2 separate regions of the Mus musculus genome follow, and region 2 is linked to region 1. Evidence: chromatin contacts called from public HiChIP or PLAC-seq data. All regions are on one chromosome and are shown on one strand. The core of a region is the stretch at or near the end of the contact, and the rest is flanking DNA. Distances in the headings are between cores, read along the strand shown. Region 1 holds the start of Epn3 (epsin 3). Region 2 holds the start of Xylt2 (xylosyltransferase II).

Evidence for each region. HiChIP or PLAC-seq counts read pairs in DNA pulled down with a chosen protein or histone mark.
Region 2: a FOXA1 HiChIP or PLAC-seq map of pancreatic cancer cells shows a contact between it and region 1. The contact joins the promoter of Xylt2 here to the promoter of Epn3 in region 1. A contact is called at or near these places in 1 of 115 datasets of contacts at active chromatin or transcription factors (pancreatic cancer cells) and 3 of 9 other capture datasets (adipose tissue, liver and pancreatic islet).

What each region holds. Positions count from the first base shown.
Region 1 is chr11:94,497,398-94,503,682 of GRCm38.p6, forward strand. It overlaps Epn3 (epsin 3), which reads right to left and starts at 2,577. Exons shown (of 10, transcript NM_027984.3): 1 at 2,296-2,577. Gm51873 (a long non-coding RNA gene) reads left to right here and starts at 1,643. Exons shown (of 2, transcript XR_003949592.1): 1 at 1,643-2,732; 2 at 4,001-6,285. It overlaps Mycbpap (MYCBP associated protein), which reads right to left. Exons shown (of 19, transcript NM_170671.2): 17 at 6,074-6,219; 18 at 5,729-5,899; 19 at 3,950-4,123. The coding sequence ends at 4,022.
Region 2 is chr11:94,674,122-94,680,406 of GRCm38.p6, forward strand. Xylt2 (xylosyltransferase II) reads right to left here and starts at 3,372. Exons shown (of 11, transcript NM_145828.3): 1 at 3,152-3,372. The coding sequence starts at 3,286.

The DNA.
Region 1 (6,285 bases), core at 1,327-3,826:
AGAGACTCAGCCACCACCCGCTGGCCTACACACAGGGCTGCTGTGACCCGCCTATGTCACAGACCATGTAGGTGGCAGGGCCGAGACTTGACAACACCTAGGTCTCCTTGAGACTAATTCAATACTTATTGCTGTTGTCACCTAGTTTGCTAATTAATTCATCTAATTACTTGTCTTGGAACCACCTTTTCGGGCAGAATGGAAGTTCCCTGAGGGCAGGGGCAGTCCAAGCAAACTACCAAGACCTCAGGCATACACAAGACCTCTGATAGCCTAATGGAGGCCGACTCAGGAGAATCAGTCACATGTCTTTCCACAGCCTCAGAAACCAAAGAAGAGTAATACCCCCCCACCCCCGTGGGACTTACCAGAAACCCAAAGTGGGAGCCCTCTGCCAGCACATGGCACTAATATAGTTTTACACATGAATACATTTGTATACACACACACACATAGAAGCTGGATCAGCAAAAACTCCCCTTTCTCCATGACCTCCCCACCTCCTGTCAGCCATAGATAGGTATGATACCTTCCCCAGATCACCCTCCAGTCCCTACTGTTGGGCCTTAGCTGTCCCAGCCTCCTGAACAGAGAGGGGGACATAGGAAGTTTGCCCTTACAGCACCCACAAGTGAAAGATCAGCTCAGTTCAAAGTACCCACAAGTCTTCACAGGTCCCAGTCTTGAGCCAAAGGATGGAATTGTGTGGAAATCAGATCCCCACTGGCCCATAGTGTTGCCTACCTTCCGTCTTTCTGTCTTTCTGTCCGGCTGGCCTTCTGTGGGAATGCCACAGCCACAACTTGTTAAACTCCTGCCCTCCCCCTTACTAATGACTCAGGCCTGTGCTCACCTCCCCAGTGGGAGGGCGGGCTGGCAGCAGCAGAGTCAAGACGGGGAATAATTGTGCACGAAGCCCGCCCTGGTTGGTGTACATGCTCCTCCCTGCTGGCCGCTGGAATTGGCAGAACCAGTCAGATCAGACATCCTGACTCCACCAGAGCCCTACCTGGGCCTGGCTTCCTAGGCCTTCCTACTTTGCCAGGGTGAATACAGCCAGCCTCCATGGAAAAGGGACCTTTTGTGTAGGCTCCATGGCCCTTCCTGGATTTTTCTCCTAGGAGCAAGGTGGACATTGTGGACACACCTTTGCTGGACTTGGGGGGAAAGGAAGGGATCAGAGGCACAAGAAGATGCCTGAGCCTCCTCCACCCTAGCCTGTCATAGACTCTGATGGTGTTTCACCCAGTAGGGACACAGTAAGGAGGAAGAAAGCCAGGGTGAGGTCCCAGAGCATGCCTGAAGCTGAAGTTGAGAGGGAAGGAAGGCGGGAGGCGGGCGCGGCTGGGAGCCCTGCCAGCGGTGTTACAAGCAGAAGGTTTTATCGAACACAATATGCCCGGGAATAAAAGGGAGTGAAACACAAACCCAGCTGCGGCAGCGGCAACGGCAGCCCTGGGCAGCCGGTATGGAATTACTGCAGTGACCTTGAGCCAGACCCTGCCAGGTGGAGGGAAGGACATTGAGAAGCCAGGACCTGGGGAGGCTGCTTCAGAAATGGAAAGAAGGCAGGAGGGTACTCCAGCGGAGTGCACAGGCTAGTCAGGAAGTGGGGGGGGGGCGGGGGGGGCTAGAGTGTAGACTCCCACCTACACACAGGTTCCCAAAGAGATTCGGAGCAGTGGGATCTCTCAGGACACAAATCCAGAAGGGTGCCAGAGTGGGGGATGGAGAGATTCCTAAAAGTCAGCACTGAAGAAGCAGATGGCATCCCCAGGGTGGAGGTTCAGAGAGATGGAAAGAACCAATCACATGCACGGGAATTTGACAAAGTCTGTGTGCACCCCATCAGCCAGCACCCCTCCCCATCTTCTGTCCCCATCAGCTCCAGAGTAAGCAATGGGGGAGTGGCAGTGTCCTTCCTGCTGCTCAGGGAATGGGGGACTGGATATTCCCTAGCCCTAGGTTGTGTGGCTTCATCAGACCTGAGTTGGCTGTGTCCCAGGGAGCAGTGGACTAAAGGGTCATTCTGAGGTTAAAGGTGTAAATACAGAGATGTGCCAGGATCTGGGAGAAACGCTATCAGGAATCTCCAGATGGCCCTGCGCCCCTTTTCTGGGGGTAACAGGAAGGTAGAGAAGTTGCAGGTTAGAAGCCTCCCGGTACTCCACAGCCCTTGCCTTACTCTCTAGAGGTTGGGAAAGAGACTAAGTCCTGAGCCCACTCTAGCCCCCACCCCCACCCCCCAACCCCGCCTTCATGCAGGGCGCCACCGCGGCGCGGGAGGGAGCTTACCTCCAGAGTGGGCTCCCTCGCCCCAGCCCCCGCAGCCTCTGCAGTGACCCTCTGACTTGTATGGGGATGGCACAGCTTCAGGAGCAGCCCCAGAGCCATCCACCATAAACCCTGGTCGCGGGAGCTCTACCTTGGACCGAAAGGCACAGAGCTCTCTCTCGGAAGGACCGCAGGGTCCCCCCAGCGGGTGGCCGCTCAGACTCTCGCGGCTGCCTCCTCGACTCCTGCCGGCCAGCACTCTCGGGAGGAAAGTTGTTCAGCTGGCCAGGCAGGTCTGCCTCAGCAGTAACAGGACACAGGATGACGGGCGGGCGGGCGTGTTTAACCCCTTCCTGCTGTCTGCCGGGCGGTGCCTTCAGGGGAGGAGGCTGGCCTGTTTGTCAGCCGGTGACCCCAGAGGTTTACAGAGCTGGAGTTCATCCACTCCTACCCTTCAAGTGAGTTAACCTTTCCCCTACCTCCTCTGCTAGAAGTAGGTGAGGGTGGGAATGGAGGCCACTCCAATACCTATCCCAAGCCTTAACCCTCCTAGCCGGACGACATTAAAGCAGAAGACAGAACATTCCCTGGGGCTGGTCTTTACCTACTCCCAGCTGGCTTCCCCAGCCTCTCCAAGGGGCCTGAGGACTCTGCCTTTCCAACTCCCGGGAGGATCCTACCTGCCCTGAAGCTCGTTCCATAGCTTACATGCTTACATATGGGAGCTCAGTATGAATTCTAGCGTCCCTGGCTACTGGCTTCCCTCACTCCTCCACTGCTCCCAGAGACCCCCAGCCTAACCAGTTGTTTACAGTCGTTTCAACAGAAACCCCGGGATGATCTGAGCAGGCAGTGCGTGCTTTCCCAGCTGTTACCCTTCACCTACTACACAGTCCCACATTCCTTTGTTCCAGGAAGGAGTAGGAATTCTTCAAGCTGTTTTTGTTGTTTTGAAACGTTGTGGTCCCTCCTTCCCTTCCCCACCCCGACATTGCGCAGGCTGGCCTCAGAGTCATCATGCAGCTCAGGTTGATTTTGAACCCACAACCTTGCTGCTTCAGTGTCCCATAGCAGAAAAATGGTTCCAGGGCCAGATGAGTTGACTGGAGGAAGGGATCTAGCAGACCAGAGCCTCAAGTATTAACTTCTGGCTTAGGACAAGGATCCCCAAAGGGAATGAATGGGAAGAGGAAAACTGTACTTGTGAGAGTTTCTTGGAGTACAGCAAAGAGTTATGCCTTTGTGTTTCTTCAGATCTGGGGTGGGTGTGAGCTCAGCTCCAGTTCCTGCCGGGTTTAAAGAGCTTGACAGGTGCCATCTTTGCCATCTTGAAGGATGAGGAGGGTGCTGAAGTAGAAGCCTTCAGACAGTCAGGTCTCGCCATCTCTGCTTCTCTCCCTAGTCCCTCACTTGAGTTGGCTTCAGGAAGCACGGCCCTGAAAGTCTAGGCCTGAGGCAGGGAACTGCTATGAAAGGCCATCTTGTCCTGTCACCTGACTTCATTCCTTGCCCTGCCACCACCCACTAACTCTTCTGCTTATCCCTTAATCATCACCTCTCTGGTGTGTGTGGCTCTGAGAACTGCACATGTGAGCAGGTGGGATACAGGAGGTCCTAGACCTTCGCCTGATGCCGTTGAGATCCAGCATCCCCAGAGGCACGATGGAAATGGAAATGGTAGGAACCTAAAGATTCTTTATTGACTTTTTTCAAACCATCTTCCCAGGAGGAAGCTTGGGTCCAAGAATCAGCTGCAAAAACGTAAAGACTCTTCAACATTCTTTGTAGAGCTGAGCTCATCAGCCAGGACCATCACATCTGTCACCAGGTTGTCCAGCAACGCATAGACCTGGAAGAGAGGGATAGACATCAGAGGCCAAGGTTTGCTCGGTTTTGCAGGCTCCAATGTATCAGTCTTGCTAAGAGAGACGAGATGGAGAGAGAAACGCCAAAGTTGCTCCGAGACCTGCTGCACGTAATTGTTTTCAGATCTGGAGTGGGCCTGGGCTCAGTCCCAGTTCTGTATTGGTTTTCCGGAAGCCAACTCTCCTTCCTGTAAGATCATAGATCAACATACTGAAGCTTCCAAGACTGAGCCCTCTACTGCAGCTAGACCACACAGCCTAAGAAAATCGACTCTTAGTATCATAGACTGAAAGAGGGGTTTACACTCCAGAGACCCCAGGGACCTATGATTCCTTTCTGGGCCCCGTCAGCCATCAGAAAGCTCACTGATGTCACCGGCAGCATCAAACAGAACTTCTGGTCAAATGAGACCTGAGGGTATGGCAGTCCCACAATATACAGTAATGTAAGCCTAGATCCACAAATGCCTTATCAGTGAAAGATGAAGCATCCCTGTTAGATATGCTGACATACTGAACATGCTTTTGTTAGACCTCCCCGACACCTCAAAAAACAAACAACAAAACAAAAAGCAAAAAACACCCATAGTAACAAAAAGACCAAGATGACCCACGGGAGTCTGTCTCTAAGGACCCATTGCTTAGGACCAGATCATGACTATGCTTCCTCAGCAGATTCACGCTTGTTAGCCTTTGGGAGCATCCAGAGCTCATGTTAAACTCTGCTCCCAGTGTGAGTGTTGGCAAGTCTGGAAACCTTAAAGAGGTGTTTGAATCATGAGGGCCCCACCCTCACAGATCACTTGAATGTCTTCATATCCATGAGTCCTAGCGGTTGTCAGAAATCATGACTCTCCCTTCCTCGCACCTTCTACACATGCCCAGTTGCCCCTTCAGCATCTTTCTACCATGAGTTGAAGCAACACGAGGCTCTCCCTTGAGCCCCCACTCCCGGGCTTTCTGGCTAACAGAACTGTGACCCAAAATAAACTTTTCTTACAAATCGCCTGGTCTGTTGCATTTTGTTATAGCAACAGAAAGAGGACTGAGCCAATCCTACTTGGGATTCTCCCAAGAAATCTGTCTGCCAGTGTGTGCCTGAGGGCAGGTATAAGCAGCTTTAGAAAGGGAAGGACTTCACCCCGTTCTCTTCCCAGGAGTCTGTTTTCCAAAAGTCAGCTAGAGCTACCCTCAAAAGCCTAAGTTCAGACTGTATTGCTCTCAATGCAGAATTCTGCATGACTTCTGCCATGCAGAGAAAACCCCATGGGCCAGCAAAGTCTCTTGCCCACTCCCTCGCATGCCCTGTCTACTGCTTCTCTTCCTTGCCACTCTGTTGGCCCACTCCCTCTGCTGCCTCTGCTGCTTCTTCTGTTTAAGAAATCCTTCTTTGGCCAACCTTCATCTCTCTCTTCCTCTCTTCCTCTCTCTTCCTCTCTCTCTCTCTCTCTCTCTCTCTCTCTCTCTCTCTCTCTCTTTCCTCTCTCTCTTCTCTCTCTCTCAAGCAGGTTCTCTTTGGGCAGAATATAGAGGAATGATCAATGCAGGCATGTGAGCAGGAAGGTATGGCTGCCCCCTCTTTCTTTCACCTCAGCGTGCAACCGCTGGGTATATTTCTCCATGACCAGGGGGTCTATGGGCTCCTGGGAGGGTGCCGTGCTGTCAGGGGGAGGATCTTCTGAGAGCAGCCTGTCCCGGCTTGCAGACTTTACCACTTTCTTGTCATCTTTTGGCTTCAGTTTTTTGCTATTCGGGCGGTCCTGCTTAGAGAAACGGAGACACACATGACCTCAATGGCTCCTAAGGGAGGTCTGATGCTCTCTCCCCAGCAGTTCTCCTGGAGAGCTGTGTGTTTTGCTGGATCAACCACCCCCTTCCCATGACTCCCCCCCATCCCAGCCCCATCCAGGGTGCAGGCCACACCCCTACATAACCTCTTTCCCTGGTGTCTTGGAACCCCTTTTATCATCTTTGTCTTTGGTACCCAGTTGTTTCTTCTCCTGTGCGCCCCCTCTCCGATCCTCCTTCCCAGCTTTCCCACTTGTCACCTTCGACTCTGTGACTGGAGGGGATTTTTGACCTAAGAGGGGGAAAGTGGAAGACTTGCTTAAGGCCTATACTACAGACCTATGCACAGGTAAAGCTG
Region 2 (6,285 bases), core at 2,122-4,621, 180 kb after region 1:
CAATAAGAGTAGGGGTATCCTTCCTTATCCAAGACACTGGAGAGTAGTCAGGAGACTCATGCCCATGCCCATGTTGGGGAGGGTGCCCTGGGCTGGCCAACCTACAGAGCAGTGGCATCTGACCCAGTCACACAGCAAGCACAGGAAGACATTCCCAAGACGAGGAGGGCAGTGATGGCAAAGAGGTGTAAGTTCTAGGACTCAAAGCCCATACCCATGCATCTGGAAGCTGGTCAGGAGTATAGGGCAAGAGGGCACAGAGCCAGGCTCTGTGGTGGGGCCCAGGATGTAGGAGGAAATAGCCACGTTGGTGCCCTGCACTGCAGCAGGGAGCTGGCTGACCCTGAGAAGGACAATCCCAGAGGAGGCAGGGACCAAAGGGCAGCAATGAGGAAACAGAAAGGCCCTGATGGGCAGCCAGCCCCCTCCCCACAAACCCCTTTCAGGAAGATCCCAGAGCCTCGGGCTGTGCCTCTTGACAGGCTGCCTTCAACACCTCTGAGATCAGGGTGGTCCTCTGGCTGGATAAATTCTAGCCTCAGAGGCCCCCTCCTCCCTGGCAAGGAGGCATATAAAGTCCTCTGCCACTTTCTGACTCTGAGAATCCTTGAGTCCTCACTGAGCCATGAAGACAGGGAACACAAGAAATGCGCGCCCACACACACACACACACACACACACACACACACATAAACACACCTCCCCTCACCACCCCCACCTCTGACTTTTTAGATTGCATTTAAAACAAGCGGTGAAAGGCTATGCGGGAAAGCTTTGAATACCATCAAGTGTCTCTTTGGGGGTTAGTGATCATCCCAGGTATCCACTCTCACCCCTCCACAGGCCACAGAGTGCTTTCCTTAAATGCTCATTGGCTCCTACTGGGGGGCTTTCCCACTGCACTTACAATAAAACCCACTCAAGTCCCTCACTGTGGTCTCTTGGCCATACAGGATGGAGCCATGGCTGGGGAAAGTGCCTCACCCTCTATCCATTCCCCCGAGGATCCGCAGCTCAGCCCACTCTCCTGAGAACCTTCTGCTCAAACTCTCCTGCCCACCTCTTCCTGAAGGAAGCCTTTCCCAGCCTCCTGCTCTGAGCCAGCCCCCTTGTTATTCAGGCTTCCCTTCTCTGTCTGTCTCTCCCTGTAGACAGTCTGCCCTGCAGGCCAGGACCTCATCCATTCTTGATTTCTGTATTCCCAGTCTGAGTTCCATGCCTGATAGTCGAGAACTTAGCCGTGTGCTGCCCGATGGACTGAATGAATGTATGTCCCAGGGTACACGGCCAAGACAATGTGTTATGTCCTGACAGCTCAGCGGGTATGGAGAAGTCCTGCACGTGTTCACAGGTACTGTTTCATCTGACAAAATCAGTGCTACTACTACCCCAAAAGGGAGAGTGACAGGAGGTGGTCAGCTTGATAGCAGAGCCAGGACAAGGCCTCATAGAGAGCGGTCTCATTTGCATGCTAACCTCCACAAGCACTACACTATCCTGCTTCACAACTCCAATCTGTTGGGGTGGCTGCCAGAACGCCACATTTTGGCCGCTAGGGACCTATCTCCATTCCGGTCTAGGATTCCTTTCTCAGCTTCAGCCAGGTGTGGTGTATGTGTGTGTGTGTCTGTATGTGTGTTGAGTGAAGGAAGATTCCAAATTCTCTTCCCTCTCTTCAGCCAGATGGGTGGGAAAGACTCTAAATTCCCTCACCTCTCTCTGGTTCTCCACCCCTGGCTGTGGGCAGAGCAGCAGGGGCTCAGCCCATTCATTGACTCAAACCACCAGCCACAATGGGCCATGTACTTAGGAGAAGACTCTCTGACATGCCCTTCCCCAGAGTCCTCATCAGCCTGACCCCTCACATAGATGAGGGTCAGAGGGCTCTTCTGCGGCCCACACCATCAGAGATGTCCCAGTTGCCCAAAGAACAAGCTCTTCCTACACAAGTCACAGCCAGCTTCCCCAGGACGGGCTTCGGCGCCTTCTGGAGTCGCTGACGGTCCCAAGTTCCTCCTCTCCTCACCCCCTCAGCATCTTGATTCTCCCCAAAACTGGAAGAGCAGCTCTTCTCCCAGTCTCCACACCAGGTCTTTGGGACTGACCAGGTGCAGGAAGGGAAGGCTTCTAGGCTCCATGCCTTCTTCACCCTACCAGGTAAAGCCCAAAAGGATGTGACAAGAGAGCCTCTGTCCCGAAGCCTTGGAGACACAGGGACAAGGGGGCGGGGGGCAGAAGCAAGAACCCCTAATCTCTGTCCACAGTTTAGGGCTTTGATTTGACTGACCCTCCCCACCTTTCCAGAACGGACCTAGACCCCACTGGACCCCTCCTAACCACACAACCAGGAGGGTGTGTCTGAGTCTGCAACTAAAAGCACCAGTGAAGAGAAAGCAGATCCCTGGGGTCAGGGTCTGGAGCTCACAGCTGCTCCTCCATTACCCCAGAGCCAGAGATGCCTCTTTCCTCCTTTGATGTCCTGAGGCCAACTCAACAGTTCACCTTCCATTCCCATCCCCTCCTGAAGATCCACCAGGGTTCTTCCCTGGCTGAGAAAGCCACGCCTTGAGAACACTTCAGTATTTTTTTTCCCTTGGGGTGACTCCTGTTCACTCTATTCCCGTGTATACACTTTGTCACAGGCCATAATTCCACCCCCTGAGCTCCACTTCACCACCAGTCGCTGCTTCTCAGGCGCAGCTCAACACGAATGCCCAGGGTCCCTTGGCCCCCACTCTTCCGCCCACAGCACGTACACCACCGCCCCCTCCCAACTTCAGAAAGTTTGGCCTGAGGCTCCCCACCTCCGAGCAGGCTGGGGCCCAGTCGCTCCTCCCAGCCCAGATCCCCGAGCCTGACCTTCATCGTTCCCCGGGACGGAGACCATCCCACCATGTCCCGCTCATCCCTTCGCGCCCCCCAGTTCGCCGGCCGCCTCGACCTCCGAGTCACGCACCGCTCCCTCACGCAGCCAGCCAGGCCCTCCAGTAAAGGGAGCGTTGGGGACCGGAGGCTGGGCTCCAGCAGGCTGCCTGCGCCTTGCTCGCACGCGGCCCGTGCCCCACTTGCCTGGCCGGGGCCGCCCGCAGCCCCGCCAGGACCCCGCGCGCCCCCGCGCCCGGCCTGCCCGCCCGCACGGCCGTCGGAGCACCTCGCCCGGCTCGTCCTCCTCCAGGCCGCTGAAGCTCCACACCACCAGGCCCTGCAGCAGCAGGATGGCCAGTGCGGTGGCGATCGCCAGCTTGTAGCGCCGCACCAGCTTCTGCACCCGCGCGCTCGCCACCATCTTCCTGCCCGGGACGCGGGGCGCGCGTCCGGCCCTGCAAACCGGCCGCGGGCGTGCGCACAGGCGCGGGGCCCCGGAGTCCCTCCTCACTCCGCCCAGATGGGCGGGCAAAGGGCGGGGCCCGAGGCCCCACCCTCTCGTGGGCTGGGCGTGGGGCAGTAGGCGGTCCGCTCGTTTCTGTCTCCAAGGTTTGAGTCTTGTGCTTGGGGTCTTTTCCACATCTCTATGAGTGTCTGCCTGTGGAAGAATCATTTCCTGACCGCAAAAGCATTGTCCCGGAGTGCGGAGGATCTGCGGCCTGACCGCTCTGGTGTCGCAGGGCATGGGGGGAGGGGGAGTCAGCTGGCCCCCACCCCTGGGAAATGCTGGCACTCTCAAGACGTGTGAGTACCACCTGCCCTGCCTAAAATCTGAAGGCCGCATCCCTGAAGACAAAGCATAGGCCCTTGACTGACTTCTGAGGCTCTTCACGAAATTGACTTGCCACTCTGCAACCTCTCATCCCAAGCATCCTCAGGCCTCTGCTGGTGTTGTGGCTCTCAACTTCTAGCTTACGTCAGAATCTCCTGGAAGATGATTTAAAAAACAGCGCCAGTTCTCACTCCTGGAGTTTAGAACCTCCGAGAATTAAATTTTTCAACAAGTTCCGCTGCTGCTGCTGCTCTGGGATCACGCTTGGAGACCCACCAGACCTTAGCATATGCTGTTTTCGCTCCACCCCATCAGTGACATCTTGGCTTGTGCCTCGCTAGCACAATTTAAGCATCTGGTGGTAATTTCTCTGCGAACGTGCCTCGTTCGCCATTGAAGCCTTGGCCCTCAGCTTTAAAGCTCAGTAAATGTTAGGAGAGTAGGGAGCTGAGAGAACCCACCTGGTTGACCATACTGCTTTCTGGCGTGTTCAAGAGCCGTGTCCAGTAAGGACTAAACACACCCGGGGCCTCACCTGATCCCAGCAGACCACGGTGGGCAGTGGAAGGAGGTAAGAAGGTGCCTGCCAGAGCAAGGTGACTAGAGGCAACAAAACCCACAGCAGAAACGCTTCACATTTTAAGTAAACAAACAAGCGAGCTATTTGATCCAGTTGCCTTGCTGTGCTACCTGGCCTGATCTGCCTTACACTAGGACTCTCACCAACTTGGTAAAGTATTTATTGTCTACAGTAGCTTTTAATTCTTGACTCTCCCATCATTACCTCCCAAGTGCAAAACAGAAGTTTGTCTTCGTTTGTCTGAGATAGTGTCTCGTGTATCCCAGGCCAGCAAAATACAGCTGAGGTTGACCTTGAACTTCTGATCTACCCGCCTCCACTTCCAGAGTGCTAGGATAACAGGCCCAAGGCATCATAAAGAATTTATACATCCGTGGAATGGAAGGGTGATAAGGTTATAAAGAAGATTTTGGAACCACTGTAAGAGATGGCTCAGTGAGGACCCAAGTTCAGTCCCCAGCACCTACATAAAAAGCCTGGAGTGGTAGTATTTTATTGTAAATCCAGCACTGGGGAGATAGATAGGTGTATCTTTGAGGCTGGCTGGCCAGCCAGCCTGGAGTTCATCTTAAAATCACAAAGTAGGTGGCCTCTGAGAAACAGACCTCTGATATGCATGCACAGCTGCACATAAGACCCCACCTCCACACACACATACATGAAAAAAAATCATATAAATTAAATTGAAAAAAATTTAAAAAACACAATCAATAGGTCTAGGAAAAGAGATTATATCCAAAGAAAAGGAAAGTCCAAAAATTTTAGAAACAAGCACGGCATGATGGTGAGTGCCTTTAATATAACCCAGCACTTAGGAGGCAGAGGCAGGAGGAACTCTGAGTTTGAGCCAAGGCTGGCTTACAAAGTGAGTTCCAGGACAGCTGGGGCTACAACAGAGAAATCCTGTCTCAAAAACAAAACAAACAAACAGACAAAAATAAACAAGGAAGTTAAAGACAAAAGGGAGAGTGGTTAAAGGGCAGACCAAAGAAAATGATGTAGCAGTGTAGTCATTTGATGGACCTCTGTAAACTTTCTCTAAGCCTCTCCCAGTTTGTGCCTTGTTAAAAAGGGAAATTGTAAACAATGTTTCAGATGACACTTTGGGTACTTAGGAGAATTTAAGCCTTCAAGGATTTGGAAAAACATCAGTTGACATGCCAACAATTGATATGTTAATTAAATATCGACCTGTGTGTACATTAAATCAGATCCTAGAGACTGCTACCTGCCGATACTTTTCCCCAGCGAGGAAAACAGCTTTCTTTCCCTTGATCATAGCAACAGTAGTCACAGGAGCTTTCACTGTCTAAGAATCACTTGCAACCCAGAGAGTAATTACCATTCAAATTATGCTATGCTGACTCTCTGTGAGCCTGCACGCATGGCTTTGTTTTTGTTGTATCTTCTCTGAAACAAAGTTTCACGAAGCCCAGGCTGACCTGTAACTATGTAGCCCAGGATATGTTGAACTTTTGATTCTTCAGCCTCCACCTCCCAAGTGCCAGAACTACAAATGTGCCATTTTACAAACAGGTTTCATTTTTACTCTTTGAAGGGATCATAATTTTATTGGGGGTTGGGGGTGTTTTTAAGCTATCATATTATAAACATTTTTTTTGCATTTTGCTTCTTTATTTAACATAAATACATAGAGATTCCCCCTAGTTGTGTAGAATAGGTTAACTAATTCATCTCTTTTAAAAAATAACTATTTATTTATTTAATGTATGTGAATACACTGTCACTGTCTTCAGACACACCCAAAGAGGGCATTGGATCCCCATTACAGTTGGTTGTGAGCCACCATGTGGTTGCTGGGAATTGAACTCAGAACCTCTAGAAGAGCAGCAGTGCTCTTAACCGCTGAGCCATTTCTCCAGCCCTCAGCCCTCAGTTCAATTCCCAGCACCCACATGGTGGCTCACAACCATCTGTAATGGGGATCCAACGCCCTCTTCAGGTGTGTCTGAAGACAGCGACAGTGTACCCACATACATGAAATAAA